Regions from separate parts of the Mus musculus genome. Here regions 2 and 3 are each linked to region 1. The links are chromatin contacts, called in public promoter capture Hi-C maps. All regions are on one chromosome and are shown on one strand. The core of a region is the stretch at or near the end of the contact, and the rest is flanking DNA. Distances in the headings are between cores, read along the strand shown.

Region 1 (3,615 bases), core at 792-3,291:
TTTCAAACTGTGTCTGGTCTCCTAAGTAAAAGAGAGGAGGCCAAGGGAGACACTATGGCAAAGCTTTGATGATGAAAAAGCAGCTTTTCCTTATATAGGCATTGTCTCCTACAAATGTATTATCTATTAAATTCATTCATATATGTGTGTGTCCCCGTGAGATATACATATAGAAAGTTATCTATTTCTACAGTATAAGCAGAAAGCTAAGCAGAAATGTAGCACACATACACCTCATTATTACCTTATTAAGGTCTAATCTTCAAAGCAGCTGCTTAACTTCCAAAAACTGAAGAAATAACAGTTTTTTCCCTAAAATGGAGAGAAAAATAGTAAAGATGACTGCTTTTACAAACTATATACATTTTTTATGCAAAAGTTTGAATACAACTGAAAGCCTTTGAAATGTCTTATCTTTTAAGAAAGTTTTCAGGATACTGCCAGAGTAGCATCAACCCTAACAAAACACATAAAGTCACTTAGAGGTTCTGAGAAAGGGTTCTTCTCACATATGACTGACTACCTGAGAATTACTGTCCCAAAGGTCTCTGCTACAGCCTCATCCTGCATAAAGCCCACTGCATACACACAACACACAACACACACACACACACACACACACACACACACAAACAGAACCTCTCTCTGTGCAAGCCTGTGCTGCTAATATCTATGGCTGAGGATTACAGCAATCTTCAGCAAGCATGCTCACTTGCCTTTAAAAACTTGCACTGGCACAGTACTCCTAATATACTCATACTGAACTATGGGATGTGTCAGGCAGTCAGGATATTCGATTCCCTTTCTTAATCTTTAGAGAACCTTTCTCTGAATTTCACTTGGACCATACTTTTAGGAATTCAATATAGCATGTTCTAATAAATATTAAGTCATCTGGGGAAAATCTGAGGAAAAAAATATGTAAGATTCATAACTTAAGTCTTATTGAAGATACAGAAAGTGAAGTTCATTAATTTCCCAAAGTGTTTTTTCTCAACCCGGTAATACAATCTCTCAGCAAAATAAAATGTTGTTTTAGAAACCAATTACAATTTAAGAAAGAAAAAATTCTTAATGTGAAATGAAAAACTCATAAACTAGGACAATGAGGGCAAGTCAATACAAAACAAAAAGTTCAGTTTAGTCTCTGCCCCACTGTCAACTTCGGAAAATAATTACCTAGTCAAAAGTACAGGCATGATAGTGTTTTATAACAGTTCCTTTCAACTTCTCTTTTGGCTTTCATATTAAAACTTTCTGTCTCACACACACCATGGACTCTTGGTAAACAACCATATGGGTATTTCTTAAACAACAGATTAAAACTCATATGAACCTCATACTAATAAAGTCACTATCCACTTTTCAAAGAAAAAAAACAGATTAAAAGTAGATCCTACATTAATACTCTTCAATATTACTAAAGAAAGCAAAAAACAAAAAAAAAAAAAACTGAAAACAAATTATACTTTGGCAAAACGATGCTTTTTGTGTCCTCAGCAGGAAGTATCAGCTTGAATCAAAATACTTTTAAAAGCCAGTTTTCCGACCTGTTGCACGGCATAGTAGTAGCCCGTTCCTTTAATCCTAGCGCTCTCTCTGTTCACTGTGCACCAGGTTCATGCTTTTCTTCTGACACTTGTCACCTGGGCAAGTACCTGAAGCCTCTGAGGCTCCCAATAACACACACACACACACACACACACAGCGGGTTATCGCTGCCGCCAACGCATAGCGCACACACACAGACACACACACACACCCCTGAAGCTTGAGGTCTCCCTGAGAGAGAGGATGCCGAACACAGCGGGTTATCGCTGCCGCCAACGCATAGCGCACTTTCTCTACAACTACCCCAAATGTGGTTGCAAACGACCCCTCATATCATCCAGGGCCCGACCTCCAGCGATTACACCAAGAACTCCAACACCCTAGCGTTCAGTACCTCACAGAACACCGAGGATCCCGGCAACTTTTTCAACCTGCAGAGACGCGACTTCGACTTCCGGAGCCGTGGGACACACGCATGCGCACTCCAACCATTCCGCCCGCTTTTTGCTCGTGCTTCCCATAACAAAAGCGAAAGGCAGGCGGGGCCTCGGCCAAGCTCCTCCCAGTTGGTCCCTGCAGAGTAGGAAGCCTGCTGCTCCTCTTTCCACGCCCCTAATGGATTTTTCTGGGGACTAGCGGGGGGGGGGGGGGGGGGGGGAGAACACACTGTTCAAAGGATAGTAACTGGCTTGAAAGAGTCCTAAATCCTGTAGCCAATTGGAACCCTATTCCGAGTGAGACTCCAAATTCTATTTTGTTGAATAAATGGATCAGAGGCAAAACCCTTTGTTAATCTAAGTTAAGCACCCAAATGCACTTTTACACGATGTAAATAGACGAAGATAACAATGTTGTTTTGTTGTTTTTTTAATCGCAATTTAGGGCTATTATGCTATTGCCAGGCAAGTTGAAAAATACCAACAATCCTTTGTTAGTCTGAAGATTTATCGTTCTTTACTATATTTTTGAGTGATGAAAAATTGTCATGAGTTTAGAAACTTTGTAATGATTAATTTCAGAATATAGAAAGCTGAACAAGAGTATGTAGGCTTATATCGAGTGTAAAAAAATTAATTAAAAATTAAATTTTAAAAAGTGTGTAGGCTTTAAAAGTTTATCACGATTATTTGGAGTTATTTGGGAACCCTTTGTATCGGGTTAAAAGGCATTTTTAAACACAGAATAACTTTTTTATCTTTCACAAAATGTTCCACTATTAGTTTAAATTGAGTCTACATCTATTCATTTTACCCACCCACTTTTTTCAGGAAGTGGGGAAAGTTTTGAAATTCCATTGATGAAAATGAAGGTCTTTTGTTCATTCTTTTAAACTACATGCAACATTAATGGCACTGCCTATGTTAATTGTAACTGTTAATCTTTCTCCCTTAAGTTCATCAAAGTTCATCAAAGACTGAGTGCATTGACAAAAATGATGGGATTGTATGCATTTATGGTAGGATGGAAATGATCTCCATTGTTCTATCAATAGAAAAAAATCAGTTAAAGGTATCTTTCCCATGACTGAGAAGAATATTTCCATGTACGTGATTTCCATGTAATTGAGTTAAAGAAATTCAGTGTGATTGGGGCACATTCCACCTATAACATGAAGTCAGAATTTGGCACAATGGAATCGAATATGTGAAGAAAACCAAATAAATTGGCATTGCTACTTACGTTCCCATTAAAATGATATAAATGGGACGAATTTTGAAGTGAGTATATTAGACTAAAAGGAGACTTAAAATCAAAATGTACTTCTTTAGTTTGTTATTTATGTCTGCTTATCTATGCTAGTGTCATCCATATTAAAACTTCCTAATACTACCCACAGTGGTCTAATAGAAATGTTAATCAACTCCTCTCTATTTTTATATTAGAAATTATATTTTGCTTTTTATTTCTGACAGATAGTCTTTGTATCAACCCACTGGTTCTTCGGCAGAAAACTCCCACTGTTTTTGCTGCAGTTAGATTTAAGCATAAGTGTGTTTCAGATTGTTCAGAGATGGAAGGCAATATTTTCTAGTATATCTATAGCAGATATGTCAAGATTTTCTG
Region 2 (3,649 bases), core at 605-3,104, 1.1 Mb after region 1:
TTTTAAGAGAAGTTTTACGTCATTATTATTTTATTAATATCATCACTGTTCTAGAATTGTCTTCGCTTCACTTTAAGTTTAAAGCTCATTCCACTGGCAGGGAGATGCGCAGGTAAGGGCTCTTGCCACCAAGTGTACTGAGCTCCCAAGATCAAGTGCTGAAGGGAGTCTCCTGTAATCTGTCCTCTAACCTCCGGGGGTGTGTGCACGTGCAGTATAGTCACACACAATAAATACACGTAAAAATTTAAATCGGAAAGCAAATCACTTTTGACAATAAGAAAAGAGTCATCTGACTCCCGAGGACCTGACGGCCACTTCTGAGGAGGGACCCACTGTCCTCTGCGCCGTGGCCCCAACTGAACTCTGTTCCCTTCAAGGAAAAAGGGAGCAAAAAGTAGAAGCAAGCCAGGGCTGGAGGAGTGGGGGTCATCAGGGTCAAGAGAGGCGAGTGGTGGTTATGATTACAACACATTATACACACAGGAGAAGGCCACACTTATGTACATGCTAATAAAGTTACATTTATTAACACTCAATCGTTGTAGGATTTTTCCTGGGGGACCTGAGTACCGGAGTGTTCCGGAGACGTACTAAAGTAGGGGTGAAGTCTCAGGAGAGACAGCGGTCCCAGCTGTTTCTTGGTGCGTTCCCCGCCCCAACTCCCCTCCCCGCCACCCTAGGGGGCTCTGTCCGGAACCGAGCTCTCTAGGGTCCAAGGAAACAACCGCAGCCCTAGCGAATCCCAACTGCGAACTCGGATATGACCCATGGAAAGGGGCGAGGAAGACAATCCGGTGTTTTGGGATGTGCTGCCTGTGCACAGGAGGGCTGCGCACGCACTCTCCCGGCCTCCTGGATCTTCCTACAAACGGTTCACACAATATTTTCCTTCGGGAAAGTTTTCTAGATTGGGGATCTCGGCAAAGAGGACGCTATGGGTGCGCTTGAGCTTCCCGGAGCGGCATGGTAAAGGACCCCCAAACGCAGCGGTGTCGGGTTCCAGGGGAGAGTGGTCCGAGGATTTGGGGCGCCGGGGGTATTTGGGATGGGCAAGAAAACGCGAAGGGAGGAGTTCCTTCCAGAACAGAACAAACGCAGTGACTATTTTGGTCAAAGCACAAGAAAACGGTGCCGGAGCCCCCAAATCCTAAGTCAAGAAGGAAACCCGAGGGTCAGAACTATGAGGCAAGCAGAAGAGTACCCTCGGAGTTAAGTACATGGATAAAAGCCAGAACCCCGATTTCATAAGTATAAAAGGGAGACGGTGCCTCTGGGTTTTCAGACTTGGACGAGAATGGCTGGCTCTGTGGGAGCCCCCAACTCAGGTTTTAGGGGGATGACAGCAAGGAGCGGGTTTGGGGCAACTCCAATTCAGGCTTTGGGAGTAGTCAAAGAGAGGACTGACTAGTTTGAGGGCGCCTCCGAGTTTCAGGTGTTGTGGAGTAAGAGACAAGGAGGGGTCTTCTGGAGTCCCCGCTCCTCAAAGTCAGATTTAGTGCGTCAAAGGCGAGAAGAGATCGCTTCACTTTACAAACTTTTGAGAGTGTGAGAGGGGTTCCACCCAGCCCAGGGCTCCCCCAAATCAGAGGCGCCTATCAGGATTGGATGAGGTTGGCGTCTGCAAAGTTGGGGCGCCGGGTCCGGCCGCGCCCGCCCCCGCGACCCCCCTCCAGCGGGGTCCCCCCCCCCTCCGCCACCGCCCCCTGCCCCGGCCCGCACCGCTCACCTGGAGTTCGGCAGGGAGTTCCGGTAGCGGCTCCCGCGGCGTCGGCCGCTGCGTGTCGCTCCGCGTTGGTAAGTAACAGTCTCCACGGCTACAGTCTCTATGGCGGCGGCGGTGGCGGCGCCGGCCGCTCCTCCTCCGGCTCCCGCCGCCCTCCCGCCCGCCCGCAGCGCCCGCCCGCAGCAGGCGCCCGCCCGCCTCAGCCTCGCGCTGCCCTCACGGGGCGGGGCGTTGCGCCCGGCAACGGTTACCAAGCTGCACGCCCCGCCCCCTCCAACGGCCCGCCCATGCCCGCCTCCAACGGCCTCGGGGAGGGCGGGCGATCTCCCCATTGGCTTTCATAGTGCCCGTCAGAGGTGAAGGGGCAGGTCCTTGGGTAGAATACCAGCCAATCGCTGAGAAGGAGGGCGGGGCCTGGCGGGAGGCGCGCGGCTCCCGGGAAGGGTTGGCTCTAAGGAGGTGCGCGAGGGCCCACTGGTGGCAGTGCGTGTTTTGCGGAGTTACGGTGATTCCGCTAGACCGGAGGCGCTCACCGTCTAAGGGGAGCAGCAGACTCTGGCCTTGCGCCTGCTCTTTCATGGTCCACAAACTGAAAACTTTTTTTTTAAAGATTGTTGTCTATGCGTGTGCATGCAATGCGCATGAAGACCCGAAGAGAGCGTTGGATCGCCCTGGAACCAGAGTGACCGTCTGCTATGAGCCGCCTAATTGAGCAGGGACCGATCCCGGGTCCTCTGCAAGAGCAGAAGCCTCCTCTCCAGCGCTTCTCCTTTTTTTTTTTTTTTTTTTTTTTTTTTTGAGCCGGTGTCTTGTATACACTCACTACACCGCTTAAGCTGGCCTCCAACACCTGATTTTCCTGGCTCCATCTCCTAGTGCTGGGATGATGGGTGTGTGTTCACCAGTCCTGGCTAAGCTGACAACTCCTCACCCACCCCATCTCGCTTCTCTGTCCTCTCTGGTTCATATATATATACAGGTCTCAATGTGGACTCTTCATAAAGCTTATATTTTGGTGGGATGACACAAACAGAATGAAAAGTTAACGCAAAAGGAAAGGTTTAAACCCAGAGACCCAAGTGCGGAGGAGCTGTCAGACCATAGCTCCATTCATTCATTCATTCATTCATTCATTGAACGTCCAATTGCACCAGTGAACATGGGTAATTTGGGCTTATGTGCCCAAAGCGGTGAGTCAGGGTCTTGCTAAGTAGTCCAAGCTAGACTAGATTCCCACTATGTAGTCCAAGTTAATGTTCTTTTTGTCTTAGGTCCTTGACTACTAGGGTGAGAGGCAGGTGCCACCAAGCATTTGTGCACAGTCTAACTCATGAAATCCTGAACTTAGGCCGCGAGAAAGGCAGTAGACGCTGCCTCTAGGACTGGAGTTTCCAAAATAAATATATTGGAGCAACTGGAAGCCTGGTGCCACAACACCACTTTGTTGGCTGCCTACACTACAAAGCTAGTGTCCGGTCCCCATCCCCCACCCCCACCCCCACCCCCGTGCTGAGAGACCCAGTCCCATAGACTCAACTGTAACTATCATGGAGGCAAATGGCTATGCATGAATGAGCCTGAATCTGTTTGGACCAAACTGTGGCCCTTCAGAACTCATTGGTTTTAGAGACTGAGAAGTGTGTCCCCAGAGCTCATGGGTTGGAAACCTGGTCTTTAGCAAGGAGACTGTGGAAAGAAGTGCAGGAGGGTTTCTAGACCTGGGACACTTGTGGATGGGAAGGAAAGAGAACCTCTCATCTCAGCCACACACCTCAGAGTTCTAAGCCTCTCACTCGCTGACGATACAGCTGGCTCACTCCTTACATAGAGTTTTAGTATTTTTACATTTATTTCTTTAGGATGTGATATGTACATGATATGATACACATGTGATCAGATGACAACTTGTGAACACTTTCTGCC
Region 3 (3,513 bases), core at 244-2,743, 1.2 Mb after region 1:
CCCCACACCTTCCCAGGACTGGTACCCCTGGAAGTTCCGTCTTTGGAAGGGAAGGGGGAGGATGTGACCCTGGGTGAGGGGAATCTAAAGAAGATGGGGAGGAGCTCACATGGTACAGAGCTGGGTGACATGAGGGGAAGAGGTAGAGGAGGCAGGCTACCCAAGAGGCTGGGAAAAGTGAACTGAAGTGAGTGTCTTAGATGGAGAGAGGGTGTGGCTGGGCAGAGAGCATTCAAAACAGACCTGAAGCTAGCACCTGGTTGGGGGGGGGGTATTCCCTGGAGTTTGGGGAGATTTGGGGTCATGGGCCCAGGAAGAAGGAATCTTCCAAAAAAAGATTGAGGCTCAGGCCCTATTTGGGGTGGTGTAGCATCTAAGAGGATATGTAGGGGGGGCATCCTAAAGTTACTAGCCCTGTCTGTGGGGACTCTGTGTAGACTCTCCACAGAGTCTGATTCATGCTAGGGACCACAGGGGCTGGAAGACCCACTTAAGTTCTGAGACATGTTTCCAAAGATTCTGGGCCATACAAGGATGCCAGGAGCTGTGGGGTGTACTGGAGTTCTGAAGGGAGTCTGGCTAGATTTGGATTCATAAGGGACGTGAGTTCCCGGCTAGACTGGGTGGCTTTGTAATCCCAATGGGTTCCATTCTCTACTGGGATTCTAAATGATTTCCCAGGGGATGTGGGGCCAGGACGGGATCCCCATGGTGCTGTGAGTGGCTATAGGATTCCAAAAGTCTTCCTGGAGAGCTGTGGACCAGGCGGGAGATCCCCAGGGTGCTAAGGTAGTACCAAGGCTCTAAGGGGAATCCCAAAGGGTTCCAGGCTGTGATGATGCCCAGGGCGCTAAATCCCTGGGATCCTGATAAACACTTCAGGAGTCTGTGTGTAAACTGGATTCCTAAGGGGCGCCTCCGGGGACTCTGGAATGAGATGGAGTTCCTAAGGTGTTGAAGCCCTGAGCTCCTGTATGATGCCCAGGGGGTACTCCGGGATTCTAAGGGGTGTCTCACGGGGCTCTGAGCCAGGCTGAGTCCCTCAAGATGCCGCGGCGGTGTGGATACACTACGCTGGCAGAGAATTCCCCAGTGTGGAGTGGGTGGCACTGGGGTGCTGAGTTAGATCCCAAAGGGTTCTGCACCAGACCTGGGGTCGCGATGGGGGAGGGGTACGTGGGTCACAGTGGAGGAGGGGCATCCCGAGATGGCGATGGGGGAAGGACGCCCCGGGGTCGCAGTGGCTGGAGAAGGGCCCATCCGGGTGGGCGCGCGCAAACTCGGTGCCCACGGGGCGGTGTGCGCGCAGGGCCGGCCACAACGCCGCGCAGGGCAGCGGGAGGCCAGTCCCGGGCGGAGGCTTCTTACCTGATTGTCCATGACTGGCGCCCGCCCCGCCCCCGGGCCCGCGTCGCTCTCGCTGCCGCCGCTCAGCAACGCCCCGCCGCTCTCATTGTCTGTCGGGGGCCGCACCGCCGCCGCCGCCGTTCCGGGCCGCCCGCCCGCCCGCCAGCCGCGCTGAACCGGAAACCGCCGCCAGCCCGGGCGGCTCAGCGACCGCGGGCCCCCAGCCGCCGACTCGGGCCCGGCCTCGCCGATGGACAAGCCTCCGAGCCTGTCAGAAGGCCAGAGACCCGCGCGTGGGGCGGGACTTCCGGGCTGGTGGGGGCCCGCCGGGCGACAGTCAGAACGACGAAGCCGTCAGCCAATAGAAAGCCGGCGCCGCAGGGGGGCGGGCGGAGGGAGTGAAGGAGGCGCGAGGCGAGCTCTGCTGAGCGGCGCGAGGTGTGCGCCGCACGTGGAGGGGTTGGGCCAGGCCGTGGCGCGGTGCCTGCGCACTGCGCCCCGGGAGCGGCTCTAGAGGGGACGTCCCTAAAAAGGCCCTAAGAGTTTAAGTTCGAGCCCTGCGGAGGGAGGGAGCGCTGGCGATGTTCGGTGCTCCTGCGTGACAGCGCCGGTGGTTAGTTTACCGGTCTGGATCCTGTAAAGCCAGCGGGTTCAGCCCACTTCTCCTTGCAAAGGCTAGGGTTGTGCATCTGTAAAAAACCAGCCTGTGACTTCAGTGACCTCTTCTGGCCTTCTCAAGCACTGCACACAGGTGCTAGCGCTCGCACACAGACACGCACCATTTAAAATGTAAGCTTTTAAAAAACAAAAACAAACAAAAAAACTTGTCGGAGGTGGTTCTTCTTTCTGTGGTTGTTACAGTGCACATCTGAAACGGAGCCATTCTAAATGATCAGCGGTCTCATTCATTCAACGCAGGGAAAGGAACGGTAGTCAGTAGTCAACCGTAGACTGTGGATACTGACAACTGGGGATTGAACTCAGGGCTCCCGCCATTGAACTACACCCACAGCTCTGTTTTCACTTTTTTACTTGAAGGCCAAGGCTGGGGCATAATTGGTAGAGCACTCTGCTAGAACGATGAAGCCCTGGGTTCTAGCCTCAAGACTCTATAAGCCAAGTGCAGAGATACATGTCTATCATCCTAGAACTTGGATATAAAAGGCAATACAAATTTTTGCTAACCTGAATAAAAGACACACACACAATCCAGGTATTTTATTTACAAACCGTAAGTCTAGGTTGTGCAGCTATTCTAGTTTGGAACTAGTTTGGAGCTATTCTAACTTACATCCCTGCCCATGTGTCCCTTGTGACGTGCTGTTTTTCCTGGCCACATGCTTATGGTCCATCTCCTCTCGTGGCGGCCTCCTCCAGTTTCCCTGTCTTTCTTAGTCTCCTTTCTCTACCTGCAACCTCCAGCCAGGTAACTGAAAACCTGCCTACCTCTATCTATTGCCCAGTCACAGGCTTTAGCCTTTTATTGACTAATTGACTTGGGAGGCTAGGTTACATACGTAGCATCACTTGGGGTATGTGAGGATCTCCTCCTTGGGGGCAACTAGACCTTGGGATACAGAATTTAGCACCTAAATACAAGCAGTACCAGACCAAGCCCCTACACTTGGAGGTGGAGGCAGTAAGACTGTGACCTCAAGATAGTGGTGAGAAAGCCCTCCCTTGTTCATGGAGTAAAGGTGCTATGCCACCAGTGGTTTAACTAGCCCTAACGATGACTGAGGCTCACTCATCGTTCAGAAAGACTAGATCAGGTAAACGGATGTAACTGAGGAGAGGCCCCCGACGGTCTGGTTCTGAAGAGAGCTGGCAGGGAACGGTTTCTGCATAATGTCTTGTAGAGATAAGCCAAGGACCTGGATCTTGTCCTCCAGAACCCAAATTAAAGTGGAGAGAATGGACTCTTTATGTGCTATGACTGGCACTCCCACACCCTAAACAAAAATTAAAAAACAAAGACAAAAACAACTTCAAGATTGAATGGGGAAATGGCCCAAGTGTTGATGTATTTAAAAGTGTAGTGTAAAAGAATATACTAGACTATCCGCAGACAAACGAAGGACGTTCTGGCATCTGCTCAGTGACATGAAACACAGGATACACACTGCAGGATCCCACTCCCGGGAGGTCCCCAGAGCAGTCAGATTC

Evidence for each region. Promoter capture Hi-C pulls out the DNA fragments that hold promoters and counts their contacts.
Region 2: a promoter capture Hi-C map of pre-B cells shows a contact between it and region 1. The contact joins the promoter of Rfx2 here to the promoter of Pot1b in region 1. A contact is called at or near these places in 2 of 39 promoter capture datasets (liver and pre-B cells).
Region 3: a promoter capture Hi-C map of pre-B cells shows a contact between it and region 1, with 4 times the contacts expected there. The contact joins the promoter of Mllt1 here to the promoter of Pot1b in region 1. A contact is called at or near these places in 2 of 39 promoter capture datasets (liver and pre-B cells).

The regions. Positions count from the first base shown.
Region 1 is chr17:55,710,595-55,714,209 of GRCm38.p6, forward strand. It overlaps Pot1b (protection of telomeres 1B), which reads right to left and starts at 2,042. Exons shown (of 17, transcript NM_028370.2): 1 at 1,946-2,042; 2 at 245-312.
Region 2 is chr17:56,829,154-56,832,802 of GRCm38.p6, forward strand. It overlaps Rfx2 (regulatory factor X, 2 (influences HLA class II expression)), which reads right to left and starts at 1,855. Exons shown (of 17, transcript NM_009056.2): 1 at 1,730-1,855.
Region 3 is chr17:56,933,895-56,937,407 of GRCm38.p6, forward strand. It overlaps Mllt1 (myeloid/lymphoid or mixed-lineage leukemia; translocated to, 1), which reads right to left and starts at 1,494. Exons shown (of 12, transcript NM_022328.2): 1 at 1,369-1,494. The coding sequence starts at 1,380.